Linked DNA regions of Astyanax mexicanus: region 2 is linked to region 1. A link is a contact called in public Hi-C data. All regions are on one chromosome and are shown on one strand. The core of a region is the stretch at or near the end of the contact, and the rest is flanking DNA. Distances in the headings are between cores, read along the strand shown.

Region 1 (2,880 bases), core at 274-2,773:
ACATCCCGCGCCACCAGCAGTATGCTAGCATAGCACTAGCTGCATTGGCAGCAGCTTTATCACAGACACTGGTCACCACCCGGCCCGCACAGCGAGCGAGAAGATAAGCCAGTCCGTCCAGTAACGACCCACTTCCTCTTTCACCCCCCCACACAATTTATGGCCTCCTCATCTCTGCTCCTCCAAACTCCCAAACAATAAAGCCTGCGTGGACGTAAGGGCTGGGACAGTAATGTGTCCACTGAATCATCTGTGTGAGTGTGTGTGAGTGTGTGTGTGAGTGTGTGTGTGAGTGTGTGTGTGAGTGTGTGTGTGAGTGTGTGTGTGAGTGTGTGCGTGAGTGTGTGCGTGAGTGTGTGCGTGAGTGTGTGCGTGAGTGTGTGCGTGAGTGTGTGCGTGAGTGTGTGCGTGAGTGTGTGTGTGTGAGTGTGTGTGCGTGAGTGTGTGCGTGAGTGTGTGCGAGAGTGTGTGAGAAGCTTAAATATATAATAATAAATTATATAATAATATAAATAGATATTTTTTTGAAAATGAAAAGTGTATACTTTCTCATTCAGTGTTTTTTCCTACATAGTAAATTGATAATGAAATCATCCAGACTTTTAAGGAATAAACTTAAAACCAAAACACTCTGATGGCTGGTAACTCTGATGAACTGATGGTCTTCCTTTTTCTGGGGCAGTCCTGATGAGAGCCAGTTTAATCATAACGTTTTTGATTGGATTTGCGACTGCACTTGAGGATACTGTGAAAGTTCGTATTGACTTAACACTTTTTTGTTTACTATTCAATGTTTTTTCTTCATAGTTTGAATTGGTGACTTAAGTATTAATCTACAGTAGAGAAAATTTTATTTTAAAATTATTTTCTTAAATGACTTTAAGAAAAAAAACAACTTTTGACCGATACTGTAATTAAAATGTCTAAATATTTTATGTTTTTTTTTTTTTTTATAGAATGTGTCTTTTATAGAAGTGTCAGTAACACTTTATGATAAGGGTCACAAAGAACTACTTACAACAGTAATAAACACTGTTAAATGATTAAGTAATATCTCCAAAAATTATTAACTGATAACTGATACTAGTTTGAATGACTATAGTATTAATCTACAATACACAAAAAATAATGAAAAACCACTGAATTTAAGATGTGCCCAAAATTTTGACCAATACTTTAATTGAAATGTCTAAATTATTTAAAATTTTTGAACAAATTATTTAACTTATCCGGACAGTACAGTGGACATGGCAAAAACACCAGTGTATAAAAACTACATGAAAGGGAAGCTTACTGTTCCTCTATATTTGTAATAATGTGTTAATTCAAAGTAATTTTTTGAAAAATGTATTAATAAACAGCTTGTGTATGAAATTTAAACAACTATGCTGCTACACAAAAAATGCACATTTATATTGATATAGACTTGAGAGAGGTAGCACACTCTTATAAGAGTTTACAACAGAGGCAGATACATGCGTAATCGATAAATCTATAAAAAGCTCATGAGAGGGTTGTGTGTGTGTGTGTGTGTGTGTGTGTGTGTTTGTGTGTGTTGGGGGGGTTTGCAGCTGTAGTAAAAACCTCTTGCCGTTTCTTTACTTAAACGCTGGCATTTCTCAGTATAATGGTTAAGCTCTTCATCATAGTCAGATGGTTTCTTTATCTTTAAACCCTTAAATAATATCATGAGTACTGTTTTATCAGGCACAAACCACAGATAGCTTTTTTTCTCCCCATGAGCAAATCATCCCATGACTGCTTTTATTTTCAGGGTTTGTGGGGGAAAATTATCTTATTACTTAATCATTATGTCAGGCTAACAGCATGCTGTATTGTTTATAGTCCTGTTACTCTCACTACTATTGTGTATAAGGAATAGCCGAATTTACAAAAAAATACCTTAAAAGAACAATAATATAAATTATTTTTGGCACAATATATCACCCAAAAGAATAGTGGTCTACTTTAGAGGATGTGGCTTTTAAAGGATGTAACTTAAACAAAACCTGTATTATTGAACTGAATTGCTAGTTTAAGATAAGATATTGGAACAGAACAATATTCATTATTTTACATCATATTATTATTTTACAAAAGAAAAGTGTACTTAGAAATTGGAAACAGGTTTATGTTGGCCTTAAAAAGATTGGGTGCATGTGAGCAGTATACTATGCTATGTTTAGCTCAAGCTATCTGTGTGAAAAAAAAGGCCAGGGTGTGAACCAAAGCAAAGGCCTAAAGCTTTGACTATGACTCAGCAGTTATTTTAAAAAAACATCTCAGTACGAAAACAGGGCCTATATGAATGATTGGGTGTAAACTAAAATGGCTAAAGTAATTCACACCTTATTCACTGCTGCTGTTGTTTCTAATCTCAATGATTACTTCCTGAGAGCAAACCCCTGTTAGCAGTGTGCTTTGTTTAGCTACTGTTACTATAGTGAAATGAGCAAGTGTTGAAATAGTCACTAACCAATTCTAGCAGTAGCTACTGTAAATGTATAAGAGCAGAACGTGTCCAGACATGTTTTGGCATATTTACAAAACAATGAAAGTAGACGCTTTGCTAGAATGACTGATACCAGTAATGATTCTTAATGTGTGAAAAAATGTAAAAATGTTTTATACTTTAAGTTCAATTGAACATTTCAAGATTTTTTCTATTTTTTTAATTGTTGCATTTAGTAAAATAGTTGTGTAGTAAGATGTGCAGAGTTTTTTTCTCAGGCTGAAGATGAGTTTTGGATCTACTTTAAATGTATTTATTTAAACCATGTTGGTGGTTTGAATTACACAAACCAGTTACATTTTTTTTTTTTACTTAAACCAGTAAAAGGTTTGTTTGTCAGTATTAGCTAATACACAGTCCAGTACAGT
Region 2 (2,880 bases), core at 229-2,728, 73 kb before region 1:
AGGGTCTAAATCCGTATTTCAAACTAAATAAACTTAAACTACTGCCTGAAAAAAAACACTGCGACTCACAAACACAAACCGCGCCAAAAAGATGTCAAAAATTATCCCGGGAAATTCTGACGTACTTCCTTTTTTGCTTCACGTGTTTCCGAGCGGGTCAAAACCCGGCTCAGCACTTTAGTTCCTACCCGAACATAAATTCACAATGTGGCTGATATTAATGTTATTAAACTGTTTTTACCGTCTATAAAAATTATAATGACAATTTAATGGCAATAATATGGAAATAGTCATACTACATCTACTACAGCAACTTTACTAAATGTTTTGCCTTCTACTGGAAATTATAATACAATCTTGAATGTGCTCACTTTAGAACTATATATAAAATTTAATTATATTAAATAAAACATTATTTGCATGTATAACCAATATGTGCTGAATAAAACATGTTTATGTATTGCTGTTTTGATGTTAAATGCACATGCTTTGTATGTATAACCTATTTTTTTGTTATTAAACAGTTTTTTAAAACTGTTTACTGTAGAAAAAAGAAAATATGCAGTTGCGTTTGCTTTGCTATTTTAGAAAAATACTTTTCTACTTTTGAAATGAAAATCCTAGACAAGTTGTTCGTTACTATTTGATACTTTAGCCAATTAGTTCTTTTTATCTCCAGGATACGGTCGCGGGCTCCCTCTAGCGTTTACTAGTCATTTCGGATTAGACGAGGGAAGTAGGAAGTGGGCAGGTGTTCTGTCGAGTTGTGCTACCTTGTCAAACCGTGATACCCTAGTACTATTTATTGATTAATAAGTTAAACATGCAAAAACAGCACCATATTACAAACATTATTAAAAAAAACTCTCAGTAGAAGTCTAGGTATGATATGTGGATAGGCTAAATAAATGTATCAGGTTAAGTTAAAAAGTTAAAGGCATATACGTGATTAGAAACCGTTTTTATAGTGTTATAGTTTATTATTATTCTCAACTGCTATTTACATGCAGGTTGTGTAATGCGCCCAATAAAATCTTTAAGGAATTATCATGAAAAACGTGAAAACATATTTAAAAATGTTGGTCGGCGCATGCGCACTGTCCTAAACAAGCACATATCGATGGGTAGCAAAACTCGACAGAACACCGTTTCAGTATTTTAGTTCCTACCAGGAACTAAAAAAACGTTCGTAATGTGGTCTAGGTTAATATTTTTTTAGTTTTTTTCATCTATACAATTGTAATGAAAAATAAATTACAATAATTAAGTTATTTGGAAATAATCACACTATATATTTACTAAATGTTTTTTTTTTGTTTCGTTGAAAGCTAAATATTTTCTAATATAAATATTTTAGTTTTAGACATTTTAAATATATATTAAATTATACATAAGTATCATGTGTATTTAACATCAATATTAGAGTAAATCATTTTTTTTTTTTATCCAGCCTCTCCGGGCTCTGTTTCCAGTCGGACTGTAAAATTGAAGAGTCGGAGCAGCTGGATGTAAACAGAAAAAAAAACTTCAACAACTTTTTAAGCTGTAAACTTGCCGTAAAATGCGAAAATATTAAAATGAAGGGATAGAGAGTGTCAGCGGAGTGACTGTATCAGTCTGTTAGAGTTATATCAGTTTAATTAGTTAGACCAGGTTCGTGTTTTTCTGTAGTTAAAGGAATCAGAGCGGTTCTGGGTGAGTGTTGAATGTCATGGTGTCGTGTTTGTTTGTTCTCACTGTGTGTTAGTTCTCTTTAAATCCTGTTAAACTCAGTGTTTTACTCTAGTTTATGTCGTAAAACGGTGCAGTTGTACTGATATAAATGAGCTCATGTGTTTGATTATCCTCTGTTTAGCAGACATAGCTAACAGTGGCTAAGCTCACTTGTTAACCTGACTCTCTTTCTGTTTCGGTTTTAGGAAGATGTTGAGTTTCTTCGGGTTTAAGAAAGACTCGACGAAAAAGTCTCCGACCGAGAAAGATTCAGATGGGTTCGTTATTATTGGTGAGTTTTATAGTTTAAGGACTGGTTCAGAATTGAAACAATAAAAGTCGGCCGTGTGCTGTAAAATGAGATTTCTGGAAAGGAAGTGACTCATTTTTCAGTTTTATTTTTTTTTTGTCAGGAAGGATGTTGAAAAAACACTTATATAAAAAGCTCAAAGGGGACTAAATGTTAATGTGAATTATTAAAAAAATCGCAACTGAATAAAAAAAAGTACGTATTTTTGCCCAGTCGATAAAATAATAAATACATTGCTTAAATCCGATTTTTTGCTCAGATCGGATGCGCACATCGATACGTGTATAAACATCGCCTTCTTCACCAACAACAAAAAAACGACATATTTGAGTGACGGCTCGTAGCTTTATTAAGGTGAAATAGATGCGTTAGCAGCCCATATATGTGAAGAATATTTTGCTCAAGTAGAGAGCAAATAGCTCATCTGAAGAACATGCTCAGGTCGAGGATGTAAAAAAAGGCCAGTGGTTTGCTTTTGCTGTTTTTGCAGCTATAGATGCACAGCTGCACCTAGAGATGTGTGGGAACGAGAGAGAAGCACGTAGCGCATGCTTAAAAGCATAAAGACGCATGAATTCCGATTTTACCGTTCACATTCATGCCACATGTTCACGAATCGGATACGTATCCGATTTAGGACCACATATACAACTGACTCAGTTGACTGATTTGGCACATTCACACAGCCATGAACGGCTACATTCTCATTACCAGGTTGAAGTGACACAAATCAGATTTTTTTGCTCAGTGTGGCTCAGATCTGATTTTTTCATGGCTGTGTGAACATGCCAAATCCATTTTTTTTTTCAAATCAGATTTGAGTCACTTCAGCCTAGCAATGTGAAAGTAGCCTAAGT

What was found. Hi-C and Micro-C count contacts between places; a contact is called where the count stands out from the background.
Region 2: a contact with region 1 is called in a Hi-C map of muscle, with 6 times the contacts expected there. The contact joins the promoter of umad1 here to the enhancer-like site in region 1. A contact is called at or near these places in 2 of 3 Hi-C or Micro-C datasets (blood and muscle).

What each region holds. Positions count from the first base shown.
Region 1 is chr3:35,541,059-35,543,938 of AstMex3_surface, reverse strand. The region is part of intron 3 of glcci1a (glucocorticoid induced 1a); the gene reads left to right. Among protein-coding and RNA genes, the nearest start is that of rims3, 36 kb to the right of the region's middle. Within about 2 kb of position 1,523, the one cell type or tissue checked has an H3K27ac peak away from gene starts, as active enhancers do.
Region 2 is chr3:35,614,356-35,617,235 of AstMex3_surface, reverse strand. umad1 (UBAP1-MVB12-associated (UMA) domain containing 1) reads left to right here and starts at 1,478. Exons shown (of 4, transcript XM_015602235.3): 1 at 1,478-1,695; 2 at 1,920-2,005. The coding sequence starts at 1,924. It overlaps rpa3 (replication protein A3), which reads right to left and starts at 130. Exons shown (of 4, transcript XM_049476424.1): 1 at 1-130.